Linked DNA regions of Mus musculus: regions 2 and 3 are each linked to region 1. The links are chromatin contacts, called in public Hi-C maps. All regions are on one chromosome and are shown on one strand. Each heading gives the region's core, a stretch centred on a gene start, on an enhancer-like site or on the middle of the called end of the contact. The rest is flanking DNA. Distances are from core to core; before and after follow the strand shown.

Region 1 (3,912 bases), core at 949-3,448:
AATATCCACAGTACTCCCCCACATCCCAGAAAGCCAGGATGAGGGACGCTTCCAGGACTCAATGCACATGACCTTAGGTATCTTTCTTAAGTGCTAGGTGAACTGTCCCTTTCTTCTTGAAAGCACCTAACTCAGCCTATCATCGTTTCTCTCATGATCCAGCTCTTCTTCTCTCTCTCTCCAATCCTCTTGGATGACCGAGGATTGTGAGGATATGTGTCCCGTGTTAGCGCATTGCCGGATGACCATGGCATACTTGGTGAGTTTAGTTTAGATCGCAGCCCTCCCAGTGCCTGTCCATGGGCTCAGGAGAACAGTTATGGTGGCAAGGACAAGAATCTGAGTGGACTTGGCCAAGGAAGCTCGCTCTCTGGAGATCACGGGTGTGAGTCCCCGAGTCTTAAGAGCCTGCCAGCTGGTCACATGAGTGTGCTTTTATAGCTGAATCTACAAGCTCCAAATAAAGATTTATTCTACTGGATGAAGTGATTAGAAACCACCAAACAGAAATTCAGTTGCTCTTACACACTGGGCATGAAGAAGGGCTTCTCCCAAGAAACCCCTTGGTAGTCCCATGATGAACAGTAATGGCTGGTGGAAGGCTATAACCAAAACCAATGAAGCAAAGAGCATCAGGCCAGGTGAGGAATCTCCCTTCTGAGTGAAGATTTGGTTCTTTTCTTCAGCTAAAAAAATGGTCACTGTGCTTCTGTGTGGGGGCTGAGGGAGACATAAACTCACCTTCCAACTGTGACTTTCAAGTCAGCTTTTTGGTAATGAGGCTGTCTTTGTGTATAGACATATATACATGTATTGCATATGTATTTAAAGAATATATGCTACACACACAAATATATATATATATATATATATATATATATATATATATATATATATATATATATATATTCTTTATAGTTACTTCGTTGGTGACAGTACCCCTACAATATCACCCTTAGGCAGGAGATACCCAGTGGAGCTGTGATGGAACACGAGGGTGATTTGCATTGTTGGCTGTAAAAGCAATGTTGCATTGCACACCTCTTAATTTTGGCATTGGGTTATAACTTCTTGTTAACATTTAACAGGTGACATCTTGTTAAATCTCAACAGAGCAGTGTCCTTGTACTCAGCTTAGGCGTGCAGAAGGGTGACAATGGAGCTGAATGGCCACAGAGCCACCATCAGCATATTGTCTTCACTCAGCCATTGTTCACAAGGCTCCTTCCTCATCCCAGCGAGTACTTGGTAAGCTTTGTCAGGATAGCATGCTGCAGAAACACTGCTTGTGTTGTTTCCAATGTTTCACTGCACTGTGTGCATGTATGTGCATGTGTGTATGCAAGTGAGTGTGTGTTCTGCAGTAACCAGTGGCAGGCATCCCAGAGCACCTTCCAGTGAACCGCTATGCTGCAGAGCACATCTCTGTAAATGCTTCACCAGGTAAGCTGACCTGCGCAGTTCCTCAGTGAAGGGTGTCTGGTGACCACGTTCCTACGAACATCCCATCCCCATCCCGTGAGGCACTTTTCAGAACAACCTGAGGCATGGTCCCCTCCAGGTAATGGCTTTCCCTAATACTCTGGGGCTTGCTGGAAAGCCCCTGACTGGAAGTGGCAGTGACCTTTGCTGCCATCCATCTGGCCATGCCATGTCCTCTCCATCTTTGTGACAGTCTCCCTGGGTGCCTCTCCTTGGACGCCCTGTCTCGGTCCTTGGGGTTCAGGGCTGCTTCTGATACCTGCCTTTCCTCTGAGCCCTGACTTTTAATCTCTCACCAGGACACCTCCTTACTGAGCGTTTTGTTCAGATGGCAGTATGAGTATTGTCTCTATGCTGGACCTCACTAAGCATACATCCTCTCAGAAACTCAGGTCATGAAATGGTAGGATTCCTGACCATGGTCATTGAACCATCAGTCTTGGGGTTGAAAAAAAAATCTGCTCCTTTAAAGATCATTCCTCACCATCTCCTTTGAATTTGGAAGGAAGGAAGGAAGCAAGCAAGGAAGGAAGCAAGCAAGGAAGCAAGCAAGGAAGGAAGGAAGTCAGGCAGGTAGGCAACCATCAGGGTTCCTGGGGCTTTCAGAGCCCTGCATCTCCCCTTGCTCAGCACACTTTCCTCTCTGTGAGCAGAAGGAAGCTAACAGATCTGCCTCACCCATAGTCCCCCCTCCCCCATCCCTGCCAAGAGTCACAAGGATCAAAGGGAAAGCAACAAAGCAGGAGCACATTGGTACAGGCCATCCTCTCAGTCCTCTCTGTTATCTCGGGTGTTTACTGGGGAGGGTATTTGAGAAGGGCAGAGGGCGAGAGCCTGACTTCTGCCTGTGTTGTTTGTCAGATGATGAATGCACTCTATATAGGAGCAGAGTAATTAAATCACAGCCAAAGAAGTATGCTGCAAACCTAATAAAGGTGAAGGCTGCGGAGAGGAGCTAAGATCAAATCAGAAGAAATCGAAAGGAATCAAAATAGCAATTTCAACAGGTTGAGAGCAAAAACAAACCTCAGAAATGAAAGAGCCTAACTAGGGAAAGTGACAGGCATTGAAACTGTAGTGGTTAGCACCTGAACCTAAGGGGTGATGTACTTGTGCAGAGAGCCAAAATGGAGGAGAAACAAAAGCTTTTAAGGTGAAAACAATAGAGGGAAAACAGAGTGGAAAGACCAAACCAGGTAGCTGGGAGAGTATGAAGGGAGACTTCAAGTGCAAACACTAGGAGTCTACACTCTTTGAGTGCTGAGCATTATGGAACAAAGCAAACTCAGAATAAACGTAGAAGACACAAAACAAGGCAAGCGCAAGCATTGTTCTAGGGAGTCATCTGCTTCGTGGAGTCACCTGGCTTCTGCTACTATTGTTCTCAGAATGCCATGACTTCTAGAAGGTTCCTTCTGTGCCTTGCATTTCTAAGTTCAGGTTCTCTGCGGAGCACTGCTCAGAATTCCTTCAGGCCGAAGTTAAAGGTAGCAAGCATTCCCCCTAAGCTCTGTCTCAGTGTCTGTATGGTGTCTAGTGCCTTGAGGGGGGCCGTCTGGCTGGCCTGACATGTGCCTCAGCCAGACATCCAGGGGTAATATAGACTTCCCGCTTGCCTGTGTGACCCCATGATAAGTTCTTGGGGCCCTGTTTCTCCTCCATCCACAGTTCAGACATGCCTGTTGTATCTGTAATATTCCAGGCACCAGGTAGAAAGCAAGCTGGTGTTTACCAAACTCTCTGAAACCCACAGTAAGAAATGTGTTTCACACTGTGAGTGGGCATGCATGTATATACTCATCTATATAATGGCAGAGGAAATTGTGATATTTCTTGTTCTCTACACTATGTCTCTGATGGGAGAAGGAGCAATGGCTTCCAAAAGATATTTTGAAATACACTTTAGTCTTCATCCGACAACCCATCTATGTATAGATAGGCATCTGTATAATTGGAGGAAAAAGAGAGAAAAAAAAAAAAACGCTGGCTCCTTCTTGGTGCAGTAACCCTTTTAATTTCCCGTTAACTGTACATAGCTATGTGTCTGGCTTCCCAGCATCTTCTTACTGTCACGTCCAGACCGACTTCCCATCAAGCTGATTCAATAAGAGCTCGGAGAAGCACAGCCAGGGAACGTGCCCCTCGGGCAGGGTGGCCGAGGGACAGCACATCTACAGATGGACCCTACTGTTTCCTGTGGTGGCTGAGCTCATCCGTCCACTCTGCTCCCCGACACTGGTAAACCCTGTACCCTTTATGTAAGGGCAGCAGCTGCATTCTGCAGAGGAGCTACAGGCCGGTGAGCCGCTGCCCTCCAACCCTGGCCCATCTCACATACCTCCCCAGCTGTGGTTCCTGTGTATCCAGGGCTCCTCCTAGCACTGTGTGTGAGTGAGTGTGTGTGCGTGTGTTAGTGTATGTGAGTGTATG
Region 2 (3,912 bases), core at 622-3,121, 770 kb after region 1:
ACTGTATTAGAATTCTGCAGAGAAAAAGAGCCAATATCCATTGATAAAACAGCAACAACAAAACTTAAGACGCATCCGAAACACAATTGTGAGGACCAGAGTCTGTATTCCCAGGACACACATAAATCAGTGTGTGGTAGCACATATCTGTGACCCCACAACAAAGAGATAGGAGGCAGAGGTAAGAGAATCCCAGCTAATCTGGCATAGATATCAATAAACTATAAAAATTCTTCTGAGTTACAGAGACAAAGTTTGGAGCTGAGATGAAAGGATGGACCATGTAGAGACTGCCTTATCCAGGGATCCACCCCATAATCAGCATCCAAACGCTGACACCATTGCATACACTAGCAAGATTTTATCGAAAGGACCCAGATGTAGCTGTCTCTTGTGAGACTATGCCGGGGCCTAGCAAACACAGAAGTGGATGCTCACAGTCAGCTAATGGATGGATCACAGGGCTCCCAATGGAGGAGCTAGAGAAAGTACCCAAGGAGCTAAAGGGATCTGCAACCCTATAGGTGGATCAACATTATGAACTAACCAGTACCCCGGAGCTCTTGACTCTAGCTGCATATGTATCAAAAGATGGCCTAGTCAGCCATCACTGGAAAGAGAGGCCCATTGGACACACAAACTTTATATGCCCCAGAACAGGGGAACGCCAGGGCCAAAAAGGGGGGGTGGGCGGGTAGGGGAGTGGGGGCGGGTGGGTATGGGGGACTTTGGTATAGCATTGGAAATGTAAATGAGCTAAATACCTAATAAAAATGGAAAAAAAATAAAAAATAAAATAAAAATTCTTCTATCAATTCAATGTTGTCCTTACACTGTCACATGCCATGGCAACCCTTACACATATGAACATACACACACACACACACACACACACACACACTCACACAATGATGTGAAAAAGACTTATGATATACAGAGCTATGGAAGCCCACTGGGAGATCGTTTGCCTCTTATGCACAAAGCTCTGGGTTCAGCTCCTAACTGAAGGGGTGGGCAGATACACGATACCTCTGTGCCAGTCAATGGGCACAGGATCGTTCCAGGGGTCCACAGTACATCGAGAAGATAATACATCAGACACACAGATATGTTCAAGCTATTAGAAAGTGCTCGCCTGACAAACCATGATTAACATGTGCGGTGACACCTGTGCACCTGCCGTCTTTTCAGCACTACCTGTCCTACCTTCATCCTGTTGGCCACAATAAAACACTCTGACCAAAAGGACTTGGGGAGAAGAAGATTCAGTTCTTTCTACCCTTCTGGGTCACTATCCATGTCTGAGGGAAATCAAAGCAGGACCCTGGGCAAGAACCTGAATCAGAACCAGGGAGGAATGCCACTCTGCTGGCCCCATCTCTGCTTGTTCTCTCACAAGCTCATCCTTAGCTAGCTTTCTGTACAGCCCAGGGCCACCTGCCTAGGAATGACCCCTCCCACAGTGGACTGCACCCTTATATATCAATGAATAATCAAGACAATGCCCCATAAATGTGCCTACAGACCAATATGATGCAGTCAATTCCTCAGTGGAGGATCCTTCTTCCAAGTGGCACTAGGTTGAGTCAAGGTGACACCTGAGTTGACAAAAGATATTACCTAAAATTTCATGGAAAGAGAATATAGAACCCAGCATCAACACATTACAAGTACTTAGCGAGTGGGAGCTATGACTTTAAACTATTATCTGATTGCTTTAGAGATCAGCCTTAACTAAAAACAGAAACCCTTCTGCAGGCTGACATTTAAAAGGCCACCACACAAAGAACACAGACCGGCTTCCAGGAAGGTACTTGTGAAAGCGTGGGCTGGCGAATCAACGGCACGGGATGTTCTCTTCCAACAGCTTGCCATTTCAGCATCTTTCGATTAGGCCGACACATGGTGCTCTCGAATGGCCCAGCTTCCCTCCCACGTTTGCAGACCAGGATTATTCTAAATAGGAAGCCAGTCCCCAAAACCTCCCACTTGCCGCCAACACAGGTCAGCCACAGGATTGTGTGCAGTCAGGCTGTGGAGCAGGTGCGACTACCTGTGTGAAGGTCACAGCCTAGTTATTTTATGTGTCAGTCTGAAGATAAAAGCAGACAACAATGAACCAGTCTGCACTCTCCCCGTGGAAGGAGATTGTCTTAAATTTGGGAAGTGGTTTGTCACTGAGATAACCTCAGCTACCCTGCAAAACAAAGCAAATAAACAAACTCGCTGGAAGTGAGGGTGCACACTTGAATTCAACTCTAAGGCAGACGCAGTGCTGGGCACTGCTGTTCAGTTACTTTGTCTGTCTTCAGTAGACACCGGTCATGGCGCCCTTTCTCCCTAGAGTCCTCCCCACGGTGATCTATAAACTGTAAAGTGCTAGTGCTTTAAAATGATTTTAAAGCAAGCCCTGGAATTACATTAAGGGCTTGCTTTAAAATGATTTTAAAGCAAGCCCTGGAATTACATTAAGGGCTTATCCGAGCCAGAAGGAGGCTGATGATGGTCAGGAGGAACCGACGCAGAAGGGTCACGTAACCATTTCCGGTCGGCAGTGGAGCCACTCCGCCCCCTCTTACCAATGAATCCCTGTCCATATAGACCTCAAAGTGCTCAGCCTGCTCGCTGTCTGCGGGTTTGGCCTCCTGACCAGACGTTTCCATTACCGCAGCTGCTGTTTGTAAGCGTGTAGCAGCCCTGCGTCTTAATGCTTCTCACCACACGCTTAATTTTTTTTTCTTCTCCTAGAAGAAATTATGGCCATTTCGGCTGAGTGTCCCCATTCTGTATTCTTTCAGAGCTCGTATTCATCTTTTATTTTCCTGAATGAGGTTTGGTTTATAGCATATAAGATAGGAAAACAGGATTGAAAAGGCTGGGAGAATATAAATCTTCCCTTGGAAACAAAATGCTCTCAGCGCATTTTAAAGACTTCAGAGTTTTTTTGACGCCCTCATTCACTGGAGAATTTTGGAGGAAGTAAAATCCGAGAATCCCTCTCCCTCTTCCCCCCGCCACTCCCCTATCTCTCTCTTTCACACACACACAGAAATAAAAAAATTTAAAAAGCCAGCCATATAGCCTGATTATTCCAATGTCTTCCAGTACACTGTGTGTTCCGTCAGACACTCCATGTTGGAAAGGTTTTCCATGTCTCGCTGGGTTTGCACATTCCTTTTTTCCAGCCAAAGTTCAGATACCTCGAGGACAGAGCTACACCCTAACCATGCGGTAGAGGTCTATTACATCATGGTGGTCTATTACATCATGGAGGTCTATTACATCATGGATCGCTTAGGCAAATCCCAGAGCTCCACTGGTGTGGGTACTCTGGGACTCGGTGCTTTTCCCAGGCTACCCCACTCCAGAGGGCCCTTCATGTCACCATAAAACTGATTTCTTTACCTAGCCACACAGGAGGACAAGATCCTCAATGGCTCTAGACTAGTCTTCTGGATATAAACACACCAATGAAAAAGCTGTAGTTTTCTTCATAAGCTAAGGATGTGAGGACCTAAAGGAGCAGGGTTCTGATGACAAAGCTTAAAGATGAGCAATTCGGAAGGAAGGTGTGTTGTAATGTGTAATCCCAATGATGTTGTTTCTAGCACGTTCAAACAGCAGCCAAATGAATGGCTCCATCCTCAGAATGAAATACATTTTATAGGGATTTCCCCCTGGAAAACTAGAGCTGAAGGTGGGGCTGGAGAGACAGCTCAGCCATTAAGAGCAGTTACTGCTTTTTCAGAGGATCAGAGTTCAATACCAGGTACGCAACTCATGACCCATATTACTGCAGCCCCAGAGACCCTCATACCCAGTTTTGGCTTCAGCAAGTGTACACACACACACACACACACACACACACACACTATAATTTAAAATAACTGGAGATATGTGTGCAAAAACACA
Region 3 (3,912 bases), core at 810-3,309, 600 kb after region 1:
CTTAAGTGCTGAGATACAGAAGCCTCTGGCGACTCTTCTCATTGAAAGTCCCACAGGCGGGTATGGTTTCTGGAGGGAACTTCAAACTGCAAAGATTTAAATTCCAGCTTTCAAAGGGGCTTATCTTATGTGCCTTTGTGTCTATTATGCCCTAGTTTACTTTCTTATCTTGAGCAAAAGCAACTTGGGAAAAAAGGTGTTCATTTGGCATGAGCACACACACACACACACACACACACACACACACACACACACACACACACACACATACGTACGTAACTGTCATTGAGGAAAGCCAAGGTAGGACCTCAAGCAGAAGCAGAGATAGAAGCCACAGTGGTACACTGCTTAGGGCTTACTCTCCATAGCCTACTCAGACTGCTTGCTTACACCATCCAAGACCACCTGCTGAGAACCGGCTGGTCCCCTATCAACTATTAAATAAACACCCCCACAGGCCAATCAGATAGAAGCAATTCCTTATGTGAGGTTCCCACTTCCCAGATGACCCAGCTTCTGTCAAGCTGATAAAAATCTAACAAGTGCCCCCCCCCCAAACCCCACCCTCATCTACGTGACCAGTGTCCTTCCCTGAGGAAAGACACTGTTCCAAGCGCTCAGAAGGTATGGTCTAGAATTATTTGATAATATGATTTAAATCCTCTCTTTTTTTCTGTTTCCAGAACAACATACTCAAATGGATATGTGTGTGTGTGTGTATATATATATATATATATATATATATATATATATATATATATATATATATATATATGGCATGCCACAGAATGGACAAAATCAGAGCCCCAGGTTCTAGTCCTTGAGACTCTTCGGGCTAAAAGGCCATAGGAGATCCTTCACAAGGAAGCAGTGGACCACACTGCCGTGGGTGTCCAGAGTGGGGGAGGCACAGCAGCCAGCGAGCAGTATACCAGCCTGGCAGAGGTTCCTGGAGCAAAGCCCCACAGAAATGCATGGACTTCTGGCAGAGTCACTACATTTGTTTTGATCTTAGCTTTTCTTGCCTGTAAAATAAATGCGCTGGACTCATTTTTAGCTCCCCATCTCCTCCCCCCCTTTCTCTTCGCCCACTAGACTTGTTTGTGGAGATTCTTGAGCTATATATGAAATCTCAGAAAGTTGAGCAGGGATAGTTTAATTTTTCCCCCTCAATACAGAACCTGACTGAAACATTTGCCTTCCAGGCTTTTGAGCAGAACTATATTGTTTCAATATGGGCTCCCTAGTTACCAGAATTTCTGATGGAAATTGTATTTGTCTTAGATTTAGGAAAACAGAAAAACAAATTAAATGCTAACTAGCAAATACATCATTTCTCACAAATCACACCATTCAAAGCATAAAGTTCACTTTGGAAAAGTCACACCAAGGCATACTGCATTGCATGCCCCTCAGCCCGAAGAATCTCAGGGACTAGGTTAGGTCAGGGCATGAGAGATCTAATCCTAAGAGAGCCTGGCTAACACTGCTTCTAGTGTTAATGAGCTACCATCCCTCAAAGCCACATCACTCCCCTCAAGGACTGGGTGATGCTGTGTGTTAGGTTCACTCTGAAGGACAGGATAGAGCGTCGAGTCCATCCGCCCTTGCCTAAGTCTCTCATAGAGTAAGTGGAAATTGCAACTTGTCACACAGTAGTAAATGACATCTGGAAAATGGAGTTTGATGCCCAGGTCAGAGAGGGGTGGTAGGGGGTGTTGCCAGGGAAGGGCTCTCTGACAAGGTGTCATCTGAGTCAAGGCCTAAGAGAATAAATGAAGGAGAAAACTCCTGCAGCTATCTGGAGATGTCCCAGAAGTATTGAATTATGGGGTCTGTGCTTTTCAAAGTAGGAACATGATTCATGTGCATTATCATAAGCTTTACTTAAGCTAACATATTTATGAGTTCATATTCTGGGCAGACGCCGGGCTTTAGAAGTACATGGTCTTGATTTCCTAACGGGTCTGTAGGGAATTCAGATGCAATCTCTAGCCCATGGATTGCCCATCTGTGAGGTAGAGCCTAGACTTCAGCATAAGACTTCTTTTTTTTTTTTTTTTTTTTTTTTTTGCCTCGAGAATCCATCTCGGCTCACTGCATATCCTTGGGGGCAGCATCTTTTTAACTCACGCTGGGATTTGCTTCGTCTTGGCCAGGTTTCTCAGCTACTTTCACTTCCTACCTACTGACATCCTGATGAGTGTTATTTATAAATATTAAAAACAAGGAGGTGAGACCGGATGTAGAGAACCTGCCTACACATGCCAGAGCCTCAGCCAGAGAACGTGTCTCAAACATCAACAGCGCCTCTGCATCTGGACAATGTCTGACACCTACTTATCACCCAGGGAATATGTGCTCGGGAGACATCTGCAGAAGGCATGAATGAAGCTACTCTCTGAGCTGCCTATCAAACCCAGGAGCGCCCCTCCTTAGTAGAGGAGCTTAGTAGGAGTGCATGTGGGTGTGTTAGTAAGCAGGATGCTCTCTATCTTTGATGAGAAGGGATGCAGCTGCCTCAGCTCCTAACAGACGCTTGAATGCTTGCATGTGCACAGACCCTTCATAGAAGCGCACTTTAGAAATGGAAGCCATATGTAGCTGTCTCTTGTGAGACTATGCCGGGGCCTAGCAAACACAGAAGTGGATGCTCACAGTCAGCTAATGGATGGATCACAGGGCTCCCAATGGAGGAGCTAGAGAAAGTACCCAAGGAGCTAAAGGGATCTTCAACCCTATAGGTGGAACAACATTATGAACTAACCAGTACCCCTGAGCTCTTGACTCTAGCTGCATATGTATCAAAAGATGGCCTAGTCGGCCATCACTGGAAAGAGAGGCCCATTGGACACGCAGACTTTGTGTGCCCCGGTACAGGGGAACGCCAGGGCCAAAGGGGGGGAGTGGGTGGGTAGGGGAGTGGGGGTGGGTGGGTAAGGGGGACTTTTGGTATAGCATTGGAAATGTAAATGAGCTAAATACCTAATAAAAAATGGAAAAAAAAATAAAATAAAAATATCATTCAAAAAAAAAAAAAAAAAAAAAGAAATGGAAGCCATAGATGATCACCAAACCTCACTTGCACTACAAAGTTGTGCCTCTTTTTTGTGATTTCTGGACCTGTGGATGTGCTGACAACCGAGTTAACGTCTCTGAAGGAGGGAGGATTGCCGCCTCTCATCGTCCCCCTCGCTATAATTTACATGACTTGATGGAATTAGACTGTTATTTTCATCACGGTGATGTGCAAAATCATAAAATGATGTGTATTTTGGGAACACCTAATTAGTTCTCCTTAGTCCCTGTGAGGTTTCAGTTATGGCTCTGAGCCACGAGAATATCAGAGAGGTCTGTGCATCTTGCCTTAGCAACCACAGAGACAGTCCAAGGACTTGAAAGGAAAACTCCCATAGAAGGCAGGGGGGACGAGACTCGCAGTTCACACCGTGCTGCCTGCTCAGAGGCCTTTTATATCACATTATAAGGGATGAATTTACAGCTGAAGCCTCTATTAATCATCTCGATGGCAGGATTACAGACACGGACACAAAAAGTCCATCTCTCTAGTCACAGGCTTTTTTTTTTAAATCAAAAACATTAACTAATATTGATCAAACTTTGCTGTAGCATATAACCAGCAACTGAAGTGAGAGCCGCATTTCACATACAATTGCCAGCACCTTGTGTCACACTTATAAATAATGGCCCGCTCCTATAGAGCACCATCTGCTTGATAGAGGAAAATGTGCGTCGTAATTAGGAAATTCTTCTTATTATTTAATATTTATTGAACAGCCACAATGTGCCTGGCAGCAGAAACACCAGAAACTCTCTGCCCATCAAGCATCCACCTGCTCGGGAAGTAGGGTGTGCCAGTTTTACTGCAGTTTCTGCTCTTCTTATTTTCTG

The links. Hi-C and Micro-C count contacts between places; a contact is called where the count stands out from the background.
Region 2: a contact with region 1 is called in a Hi-C map of the N1E-115 cell line, with 2.9 times the contacts expected there. The contact joins two enhancer-like sites. A contact is called at or near these places in 9 of 484 Hi-C or Micro-C datasets (the N1E-115 cell line, bone marrow-derived macrophages, cerebellum and 4 more).
Region 3: a Hi-C map of the N1E-115 cell line shows a contact between it and region 1, with 4 times the contacts expected there. The contact joins two enhancer-like sites. A contact is called at or near these places in 2 of 484 Hi-C or Micro-C datasets (the N1E-115 cell line and myocytes).

What each region holds. Positions count from the first base shown.
Region 1 is chr3:152,795,348-152,799,259 of GRCm38.p6, forward strand. It overlaps a transcript of Pigk not described here. Among named protein-coding and RNA genes, the nearest start is that of Gm40181, 41 kb to the left of the region's middle. Within about 2 kb of position 2,199, at least 14 of the 459 cell types and tissues checked have an H3K27ac peak or open chromatin away from gene starts, as enhancers often do. A contact at or near this core is called in the N1E-115 cell line, where this site is marked.
Region 2 is chr3:153,569,435-153,573,346 of GRCm38.p6, forward strand. The region is part of intron 1 of St6galnac3 (ST6 (alpha-N-acetyl-neuraminyl-2,3-beta-galactosyl-1,3)-N-acetylgalactosaminide alpha-2,6-sialyltransferase 3); the gene reads right to left. Among named protein-coding and RNA genes, the nearest start is that of Gm32721, 19 kb to the right of the region's middle. Within about 2 kb of position 1,872, at least 26 of the 459 cell types and tissues checked have an H3K27ac peak or open chromatin away from gene starts, as enhancers often do. A contact at or near this core is called in the N1E-115 cell line, where this site is marked.
Region 3 is chr3:153,394,547-153,398,458 of GRCm38.p6, forward strand. The region is part of intron 3 of St6galnac3 (ST6 (alpha-N-acetyl-neuraminyl-2,3-beta-galactosyl-1,3)-N-acetylgalactosaminide alpha-2,6-sialyltransferase 3); the gene reads right to left. Among named protein-coding and RNA genes, the nearest start is that of 1700012D16Rik, 98 kb to the left of the region's middle. Within about 2 kb of position 2,060, at least 6 of the 459 cell types and tissues checked have an H3K27ac peak or open chromatin away from gene starts, as enhancers often do. A contact at or near this core is called in the N1E-115 cell line, where this site is marked.